2 separate regions of the Capra hircus genome follow, and region 2 is linked to region 1. Evidence: chromatin contacts called from public Hi-C data. All regions are on one chromosome and are shown on one strand. Each heading gives the region's core, a stretch centred on a gene start, on an enhancer-like site or on the middle of the called end of the contact. The rest is flanking DNA. Distances are from core to core; before and after follow the strand shown. Region 1 overlaps FAM129A (protein Niban). Region 2 holds the start of FAM129A (protein Niban).

Region 1 (5,101 bases), core at 1,349-3,848:
TGGATTTACAGAGTAGGTGAACTAGGGGAGCATTTGCTTCAGGCAAAGATTCTTTAGTTTACTAGAGTATATTTCCCTTGGTTCTAAGATCTGCAGTACTTAACCCAGGCTGCACATTAGAATTGCCTAGGGAGATTTTTTTTTTTTTAATTCCAACTTAACAGATCCAGGGAATTAATATGTGTCACAATTCAGTCAATTCAATATAGAAAACCTGTTTTGTACAGTTGTGCATGTCACAACAGGATAAGTGCCCCTTGGAATGATTCTTTCCCACACAATTACTTAGCTGGTTGAAAGTTCAAAGGCCTGCTGTTTATTCGGCAAACATGTATAAGCATGATCCAGGCACGTGCCCAGCCAGTGTCCCTGTTTTGTCCTGGGCTTCACAGCCTAGAGTCAGCAGACAGGCTCAGCGCGCACTTTGCGATGAGCATGGCAGGAGCTTTGTGGGGAAGAGAGGTGGCTGAGTTTGGAAGAGGGTGCCCAGCTCGGCCTATGGGGACGGAGAGGACTTCCCAGTGCCATGTTTTCTCCCCGTCCTGAGGGATGAATAACAGGGAACTAAGGAGTGGAAGATCACGTGGGGAGATGAAAGACACACACCTCGTTTTGCAGAGGAAGAGAGCGGCACAGAGCCGTGAGCTGGCTTGCCCAGGGTCCCACAGCCAGTGCAGGGCAGTGTGCAGTCCCGAGCTGTGCTCTGCCCATGTGGCACTCACCTGTGTGTCCGTCTTATCTCACAGACCCTCTCAGGGTCATGGAAGCGCATGTCTCTTTAATCCTGTGGCTTTCCCTACGGTGGGTAAAGAGGGGTCCCATTATTACCCACTGGGATCCGGTCCTGGGCTACAGACCCCCCTGTCCTGGCTCTGAGAGTCTGAATGGGGTGGCTTCTGATGGCCTACTGTAAATCTCCTCCCTCCATGCAAAAGCCATCGAATCCCACTGCTAAGACCCTGGCTTTCTAAGAACCAGGGGTCAGGAGCCCCCATCCTGCACTATCAGGTGCAAGCATTATGGAGTTAATCCCAAGGATATGACTTGGCTCATTTTGATCCCTTCCTTGACCTCATGCCGATAAAAGGCAAGCCACCTGGAGACCCTTGGAAAGCAGGAAGTGTTACAGGATTTTGTGTGATGCCTGGATTGTCTTAGAATCACAGAGTTTCAGGGCCAGTTGGAGGGAAAGAGGAGACTGTTTCTCAAGAGTCTGTGACTAGGGATTCTCCACATCTGAGAATGAGACGCATCCTAAGAGTTAAACATATATCTACTCTAGGACACAGCAGTCTCACTTCTAGGTATACACTCAAGTAGCCCCTAAATCCACAAAATCATACACAAGAATATCAATAACAATTATGTTCATAACAGTCAATATCCAGCAGTAGGAATATAGATAAACAGTTTTAGCTTGTCCACATAATAAGTGCCATTCATCAATAAAAACAAATGAACTACTGATGCATGCAGCACATGGATGAATCTCCAAACACAAACACAAAACAAGAGTACAGGGTTCCATTTACATAAAGTTAAATAACAAGAAAAACTAATCTAGTGTGATAGATACAACATCAGAGCTTAATCTCTTGGTGAGCAGTCTAGACTGGAAAAAGGTATAGGGGTGATGGGAATGTTCACCTTGATCTGGGTTATGGTTATCTGAGTATATTTATATGTTTAAAGTTGTTGAGCTCTACTTTTAAAACGTGTGCATTTTTCTCGGTATTTCTTACACCTTAGTAAAGTACTGTTGGCATTAAAAAAGAAGGAAAAAAAGGAAATGTCCAGACCCACTGACAAGGCCTTGAGATCATCAGGGTCTCTGGTGTCTGCCCCCTCGAAGGGCACAGAGCGTGAGTCCAGTCCAGGGCATGGTGTCAGGGCGAGAGGAAGCAGGTGACCAATGCTTCACACTCCAAGGGGAACAAGAGGGACAGCTGTCCTTTCCAGAGATCTTCTGCAAACTGGTGTCTCATGTGTTGTCCCTTTATCTTCTTATCTCTCCTTCTCCAGGAGCTTCAGAAATATGAGCAGTACATCTTTGCAGATCACACCAATATGATCCACGTTGAAAATGTCTACGAGGAGATTTTACATCAGATCCTCCTAGACGAAAGTCTGAAAGGTATGGAAGGTTTCCCTGGTGCTGGAGAAAGCTCTAGATAGAGGGGCACACCCCTGACAGGGACCCCACAGGGCCAGCTAGGTTTTGTCCACAGGAATGAAAGGGGAACAGGAAATTGACGCCAAGAGCTGGGAAGACAGGACAAGGGACCAAAGAAGCGAGGGCTGCTGACCTCCATTGAGCGGTCGCAATTTGGCTCACACTCCACTGGCCCATTAGATATTATTTTGCTTTCAATCCAAATAAGAACTTTGTGAACTGGGAATTTTAAGCTTCATTTTTCAGATGAGAGGACTAAGGTTAGAGAGATTAACCTAGGATGTCTCATGAACAGCTGGCCTCCTCCGGCTGTTCCAGACAGAACAAAGGAAAAAGAGCTCTTCTTGGCCACAGGCTTACAACGCCTCCCCAGCCTGGAGCAGGTGATTCAGCAGCGGGGCTTCCCAGCTGCTCTGCCCTCTCAGCACATTCCTCACCTCCACTCAGCCAGACAGAATACACTGGGCTGTGACTCCATCCTTGGCGAGCCCCATTAGGACTCTGGCTCCCAGTATCCCGTGGAATCAGGCCCTGCTCAGGATAGGAGTGTTGATAGGAAAACTTTGATAGAAATGCACAGGAGAGGGCTGTCCCTAGAACTATAGACTTGAAACATACCTGGTCTCCACAAAGAAAGCTGGCCAAGCACAAGCCCCAGGTCAAAGTAGCTCATCCAGTGAGACGAGGAATACAAAGATGTCATCTCAGTATCTGCACAGGAAGAGACGTTCAGACAAGGCCGCTGCCCGGCCACCACAGCACCCTTGGGCGAATTAGGGAAAAAGCTCTCTTCCTCTAGACGGCAGACTGCTGTCTGTCAAAAAATTGTCACGATATACTGGTTTGGTTTGAGCAGGACATGCTGCTGCAGCCTGCTGGAAAATTACTCTGCTGAATACACAAATCTGTGATGTGAATGGTATCCCCTTGGGTGTGAGATTGTTGGGCACTGTACAGCCTACACAGCCAGAGGTAGAGGCTGACTGTCAAAAACGTCAGCTGCTGGTTGTCGTTATTTTTTAAAATTAATTTTTACTGGAGGATGGTTGCTTTGCAGTGTGTGTTAGTTCCTGCCGTAAAGCAAAATGCATCAGCCGTGTATTTACACGCATTCCCTCCCTTTTAGTTCCTTCCCATTCAGGTCACCGCAGCGCGAGGAAGGAGAATTCCCTGTGCTATACAGTTGGCCAAACAAAAGATAAGATGCTCAATTGCTATGTTAATTATGCTAATTGTTAGAGAACTCCAAATCTCTGACCTGAATGGCCATCATTAAAAAAAACCTACAAACAATAAATTCTGGAGAGGATGTGGAGGAAATGGTTGTTATTATTGATTTTATTCCTCTCGGGGCCTCTAGGACTGAGCTGGATGGACAGAGGCCTTTAGTTTGGACACTGCAGGTCATAAGGTTCTCTCTGCAGGCTCAGTGCTAAGGACTGTTCAGGACTGTTCTGAGTGTAAAAGCAGAGAAAATAAGGGCCTGTCCCGCCCTAAAGGAGTGTCAGTCGAAGTAGACACACTGCAGCTGCACATACTAGCAGCTAATGAGATGTGGGGGGTGCTCCAAGGGTGATACCAATGATGGTAGTAGATTTGACCTCTTTGAAAGCCAAGGCCATGTTTTATTCATTCATCTTTGGATTGTGCTGTTTGAATAAATGAATGAGTGAACATTACAGAGGTCCAGGGTTTGGAATGAGCCTGTAAGCTCTGGTCATCAGGGAAGGCTTCCTGAAAGAGGGTTAGATGTAAGCTGTAATTTGAAATTGGGAAATTCAGACGGTTAGAAAAGCTGAGAGGGAAGTTTAGCTTCTGGATAGAATCAGAAATTCCAGATTAATCAGGGCAAGGTTTTAACATTATGTTTTGCTTTCTGGTATCTCTCAGTGATAAAGGAGGCTGCTATCCTGAAGAAACACAATTTGTTTGAAGACAACATGGCCTTGCCCAGTGAAAGCGTGTCCAGCCTCACTGATCTAAAAACTCCTGCGGGGTCAAACCAGGCCAGCCCCGCCAGGAGAGCCTCAGCCGTTCTCCCCGGAGTTTCAGAGAGTGAGATCCTGAGTAATGAGGTGTTCCAGGAGGCAGGGGAGATGAAACAGCCAGAGGTCCCTAGTCCATTGGCCAGAGAAGAAGGCCTTTCCCTCCCTGTGTCCAGCCCTCCCCCAGATGGGGACACGCAGGTCATCGATTCAAGTATAGATGGCCCGGTTGTGAATCTGGTGGCTACAGAGGTGACAGCAGGTGCCCTGGGCACACACTTGTCACAGCTGGAGTTGGAAGAGACTCCTGAGGGCTGGGGAACCACCCAGGAAGATACAGAGCCCAGCTCTGCTGCAGGCTCCTTGAAGGAGCTCAGAAATTTGCTGACGGTGACTGCCGAAGTACCAGAGGAGTCCGCTGTGCTCGAGGTTGAGAAAGATACACATGAGGAGGCCCTTGTTCCCCAAGATACTGAAAAAGAAGAGGAAGCAACCCAAATTGACACAGAGGCCAGTCAACCATCTGCCTTGGGTCAGGACAACTGTGAAGAAAGTGAAGTCAGTGAGGGGGAGGCCCGTGGTCCAGCTCCCAAGGCCGAGGCCAGCGGGGTGGAGCTGGGAGAATTTCCAGATGCTCAGCCAGCCTGCGGGGGGCTCAGTGAGGGGGCCTGGGGCCCAGACCCCACAGAGGAGCCGGGAGAGCCCGCTGAGAGCAAGCTCACAGAGGGTGCTTCCGGACTGGGCGCCCTGGAAGGAGGAGGGCCCATGTGCTCTGTGGAGGCTGAAGCTGTGCCCCTAGAAGCTTGCGTGTTCCGTTCTGACCCCATCAGCCCCAGGGAGAGCCAGGTTTCTGTGGAAGAAGAGGCGGTGGGCGGGAGCTGCAGCGCAGCCCAGCCTGCCACCAGCGAGGATGCCCAGGAGAGGAAGGCCGACCCCGTTCACG
Region 2 (5,724 bases), core at 486-2,985, 170 kb before region 1:
TAGGGGAAGAGGCAGAGGGATGAAGCCCGGTGTTTAAACAGGGGGTTAAGGAAAGCATCTCTGATATATTAGGATCTAAGTAGAGATTGAATGAAGTGAGACAGTTGGAAGGGAAGCCATGCGAATTATCTGAGGGAAGAGAAAGCTGGGTGAAGAGCGAGCATGTGCAAAAAAGGCCCTGAGCTTGGTGTGCCCTAGCAGAGCAAAAAGGCCAGTAGGGCTGGAAGGGGAGGGAGAGTGGGTGGTAGGTGAGGGCAGAGAGGAAGTCGGGGCTTGTGTCAGTGACAGACTTTGTGGCTTTTCTCTGAAGGAGACAGGCCAGTTAGGAGGCATGTGTAATTATCCAGGTGAGAAATGATGGGGTTGATAGCTGTGGAGAGGATGAGAAATGGTTGGACACTGGATTTATTTTGGAAGTCGATTTGAAAGGATTTACCGACGAACTGGAACTGGAACGTAAGATGTGAGAGACTGGGGGTGAGGTATGAGAAATCTTTGCGTTAGAATGCTAGATAAGTAACTTTGGAGAGAAAAATGTCCCCCTCAGGCCTGGTTCTTGTGTGAACAGATCGTTTGACCTTGAAGGTTAAGTCAGCAGGAGTCACTAAAATCTGACTGCTAAGAATAGGGAGAGATGAGTGGTGACCCTTCTGCCAAGCTGGTTCTTGTCTGGGAGGAGCTGCCAAGCTAAACAGTGCTTGTGGGAAAAGAACAAGTGCCCTTTCTAATGAACTATTTCTAGTTTGTCAAGGAAAGGAAGGGAATCTAAAGCTCCAACAGCAGATTTTGATCAAATCTCAAGAAGTTGCTGGACTGTGAGCCTATTGTAGGATCCAAACTTAGGTTTTCTCTATTTTTTTTTTTTTAATTTCTCTCTTTTTTCCCTTCATCCTCCACTCCCTCCTTGGCTCAACTTCTTTTTTAAAAATTTTTATTGGCCATATAGTTGATTTACAATGTTGTGTTAGTTTCAGGTGTACAATAAAGTGTATCAGTTTTGCAGGTACATGTATTCACTATTGTTTATAGGTTCTGTTCTCACATAGAGCACTGAGGAGAGTTCCCTGTGCTATACAGTAGGTTCTTGTTAGTTACCTTTTAAGTACGTAGTCGTGTGTGTGTGTGTCAGTGCCAATCTGCCAACCCCCTCCCCCATCCATCTGCTGTGTGTGTGTGTGTGTGTGTGTGTGTGTGTGTGTGTGTGAGTGAAAGTCGCTCAGTTGTGTCTGACTCTTTGCAGCCCCATGGACTGTACAGTCCATGGAATTCTCCCCTGGATCCATCCCCTGAAAGGATCCATCCCCTATCCCCTGGTGACCTTAAGTTTGTTGACTTCATTTGGGATTCTACTTCTGTTTTGTAAATACGTCCATATAAACCCTTTAAATTGAATTAGCTGCCTCCTAGATTTTGCATGTCTAACAAGTTCTTAGGTGATGCTCCAGAATTGTTGCTTCTGGTACCGAAGAGCAGGGCGTGCAAAGCAAGGGGCCCTTGACCTCCACGTCCTGAGAGGTGAGGAGGGAGGTTCCACCTTCAGAGGTGTCCGGTCACCAGGGAAACTGTCCTCTGACCCCAAGGTGAAAATAAGAAGCCAGCGAAGAGAAGAAAAGTCCTTCCAGACCCGACATCCCCTCGAGCTCACCAGTGGAGCGAGGGCGGGAAGACAGCTCCGGGCCGGCCCACAGATCCTTAGAGGGCGCGGACCCGGAGGAGGCGCCCCGGCAGGCCGCGCCTCTCGGAGGAAGTTTGCCCTTTAATTGCAGAGCCCGGATCGCCGTCGCACCAACTTCCAGGAGCTGGCAGCGGGCGCCGACGGGAGTGTCCGTCTTTCCCGCCCGGGCAGCCGCGGCGCTCCGCATCCTCCGGCACCGTCACCATGGGCGGCTCGGCCTCCAGCCAGCTGGACGAGAGCAAGTGCGCCTACATCCGAGGTACGCCCGCCGGGGGCTTCCCGGGAGCGCGACGGGTCCGCCCGGAGCCTGGGGCCAGGCTGGGCGCCCGGGCACAGGTCCGGGAGCGGGTAACTCGCGCGGTACCCGCCGCGCTCCCGCCCTCCACGGCCGGCTCAAGAGCTGCGGGCGCGCGGATGACCCGGGCGCACAGCCCCTCCCCAGCCAGGCGGGTCCCCCAGCCAGGCGGGTCCCCGCGCCGGAGGGCAGCTCGCCGGAGCGCCCAGGTCGGGGTGGGGTGCGCGGGTCCAGGGCGCATAGGCTCGGGATGCTTCGGACGCGCCGCCGGACGGTTGGGAAACGCAGGTGCCGGCTGCGGAGAGGGGGACCACCCCCCTTGTTTCCGCCACACTGCGGTCTTCCGTGTCAGTTCTGCACACCCCAACCCCCGCCCCCCGCGCAGCAACACCTCGCCCCCCTGTACCTGGCGTGGCACACAGTTCTGAGCCCTTTGTGAACTTGCCGAAAAGAGAACAGGGGGGATACCCCTCACTTCTAGAGATTTCCCTGGGGATTCCCGGCCTCTTGCGCTGAATTCCCCTCCTGGTGATATTGGCCGGGTTTTGCAAAAGGCAGCGTCGGCCACAGCTTCACTTGAGCTTCATAATGTCACTTGCGGGATGGTTTCATCAGAGGCAGCGAGCCAGTTTCATTCCCCGCCCAGGTTGTTCCCTTCCCGGAGGGGAGGCGAGGGGCGAGGGGCAAGGGCGGCGGGCAGGCAAAAGAGGAACACGCGTGTTGTGTAACCGTGACTGAAGTTGTAGACGGAGAGAAACTCACTTGAGCGACTTTCAGGGAAACAGTGATACAGTAGAATGTGAGGCAGAAGAAAATAAAACCCAAACTGAGCTGAAACTGCAGGAAATCATGACTCTTTATCTCCTGGGTGAAATTGGCCTCTTTCTCTTCCCTCCCCCACAAACCTTGCCCACCGCCACTACCCAACAGTTGGTTAGCTCGTGAATTTGTTTTTCTGGCTTTAGAAATACCTGCTAAACTAGTATTATACTCTAGGTTTTATCCTAATTCTGTTTAAAAAAAAATTAAGTTCTTTCTGATAACCTCTTTCTGGCCCCTGAACCATTTCCTAAGAGGGAAGGATTTAGTTAGTATGCTTATTCCGTATTTGCTTGCAGTTACCACAACATTGAAAACCGCTTAAAACGGATATCAAATCAGGGCACGTGAGAGCAATTTAATTGATTTTCCAGACTTCTGCTCTGCTGCTTTCAGAGGTGGATGATCACCAACAGCCCATACTGTCAGGGAGCAAAACTTGGTCAAGTATTCCTTTGCTGTTTATTTAACATGCGGGAAAAGATGGGTGATTTATTTATATTAGAAAAAAAAAAGCTAAACTAAGTGTGCCTTAGTCTTAAAATTTGGCTACAGGCTTATTGTTGATATCAGTGTGTAGGGGACTGAAAGAACAATGTAATAGAACATTGTGAGAAGGGGCTTGCATTTAGTTATTAGCAAAATAGGTTTATGGCGTTTATTTTATAACACCGTATTTCACTGAAAAGCTTAGAAACACATAAAGTTGTAGCATGGCCATCTATAGCAATCATTGGAAGTCCAGCCATATGAGGGGTTAACTTGCTTGAAGAAGACTTCATGGTTACCACGGTTATTGTTGCTGATGCTAGCATTGTACTCATGTGATAAGAAAATGTGTTACCTTTTTCATTCTGAAATCAAATTATTACACATACAAAAATATGAGATAGCTCGTGCACAGGAAGGATTGGTAATAAATGTGTTCTGAATGTATTAAAACTATAACAGATGCGTGACGGTCATTACATCCTCTGGTCTTGTTTGTTCTCTTACATCTCCTCATTATTTGTTTGGGAGGGCACTTTCAAAATATGTAGGGGTGGAGGCAAGAGAAGAGTTAAAGTTGAATACCTCCAGAGAAAATGAGAAGTCTCCTCATTCGAGAATACTGGTCTTGCCAAAAAGAGAAAACAGCACTGGAAAAATGCATGGTGTTGTGAATTGTTAGTGCATGAGCAAAAGAAGGTCATGAGGCTGTGATTTCCTGACAGTTTTGAAGCCCCAGATCCCTGAAAAAAAACCATAACCCTGTCTTCACTGCTTTGCCCATCCTTTAGCCCATAAATATTCTCAAGGTTTGATTTAATCATAAGCAGAACAATTGAAAATATGACGGTAAAGTTTAAACACAATTTTATGACCTGTTTCTCATAAAGTAGCTGCCAGTGAAATAGTATGGATTTGAAAGCTCCTGTAGCTGAGACAATAACTTTCCTTCAAGCTTAATAAACTTTGCCAACATGGAGGATAACTAGTCAATACATTTGCAGTGAATTTTGTGAACTTAATCTTGTACGTGTTGAGAGCAGCTGTATTTTAGTAGGCTGATGATTCTGAATCAGCACTAGCTTTTCAGCAAATCATTTAACAGCTGCCATTTCGTTTGTGTGCCTCAAAACTTTGTGTTAATAGTGATCTCTGTCACACAGATATTTCAAAAGTAATTTATTTCTTAGGATTTAGTCAATCTCTAGGTAAAGGGATGTCAGAGGTGTTAAAGGTGTTACTTTGTCTCTAAAGATGTTAGTTTTGAAAATTACTGATTGGCTCATGTTTCTTAAGGACAGAATACATTTTGAGGATAGTGTCTCTAAGTCTTTGAGTAACGTCTCTTGATAAAATGATGCTATTCATAAATAATACTAAGATCAATTTGTAATCACATGGGTGATATCATCTGTTAACCTTCAGAAATGCTTTTTAGTAGTGACCTAAATGGGTTTTTCTTTAAGGAAAAAGAAAGCTCATATAATGCAGGCATCAGTGATCATTTTAGGGCACTTTTTTCTTTTACTGGCTTGTTTTCTTTTCCTTTCAAACTTTTGGTATGCCTAAAAGTGAACTACCGCTCCAAAAACAGTGTTTTCCTGTTAAGGCAATAATTTTGTTTCCTTAAAAAAATTGCTGTTGAATTGTTAATGAATCAAAAGAAAACAAACTTGAAAACTCTCCCACATATGTCCCGTGGAGGGCCAGAAAGTCACTGGAAATTCAGTACTGTAGCTGAGAACTGAAGGCTACATGGGTTCTTGGTGGGGGAGGGCACTTCCAGGCCTGGCAGCAGCAGATAGTCAGGAAAACTGACTTATTATTGCGTCGTCAGCCACACTGAACCTGTAAAGTGGCTTCTTCTGAAATGCTCATAAAGGATCTGATGCTTATAAAGTAAGAAGTGAGTTTCAACTTAAAAACAACATGTATTTCTCTCAGGGAAATTTTCTCCTATTTATACCATAAGGGCTAACTCAGCTGAAATGGGAAATACACGCTGATTGTAGTGTCTGGAATGAATGGACACTAGGAAGTCTGTGGTCTATGCAACCTAGATTTGTAGTTACTAGTCTACACATTTGCTTTTTCTTCACTTGTAATTTGTTGGTAGGAGATGGGTATAAGAACTGGTCTGATCTTAGAGACCAGTTTATCTCTAGTAATAGTACAGCTGACCCTTGAACAACATGAAGGTTAAGGGTGCAGATCCTCTATGCTGTTGAAAATCTGCGTATAACTTAGAGTAGGTCCTTAATAACTGCGGTTCCTCACTGAGTGTGGATCCACATCCCTAGATTCAGTGAACTGTGGATCGTGTAGAGCTATAATATTTACTATTGAAAAAAGTAGGTGGACCCACAGAGTTCAAACCTGTGTTGTTCAAAGGTCAACTGTATGGAACTTTAGGATACAGAACGTGGTAGACACCATTAGGTGCCAC

Evidence for each region. Hi-C and Micro-C count contacts between places; a contact is called where the count stands out from the background.
Region 2: a Hi-C map of blood shows a contact between it and region 1, with 2.6 times the contacts expected there. The contact joins the promoter of FAM129A here to the enhancer-like site in region 1. A contact is called at or near these places in 4 of 5 Hi-C or Micro-C datasets (blood and liver).

What each region holds. Positions count from the first base shown.
Region 1 is chr16:64,460,203-64,465,303 of ARS1.2, reverse strand. It overlaps FAM129A (protein Niban), which reads left to right. Exons shown (of 14, transcript XM_018060719.1): 13 at 2,023-2,134; 14 at 4,064-5,101. Among named protein-coding and RNA genes, the nearest start is that of EDEM3, 38 kb to the right of the region's middle. Within about 2 kb of position 2,598, at least 2 of the 5 cell types and tissues checked have an H3K27ac peak or open chromatin away from gene starts, as enhancers often do.
Region 2 is chr16:64,627,202-64,632,925 of ARS1.2, reverse strand. FAM129A (protein Niban) reads left to right here and starts at 1,735. Exons shown (of 14, transcript XM_018060719.1): 1 at 1,735-1,934. The coding sequence starts at 1,880.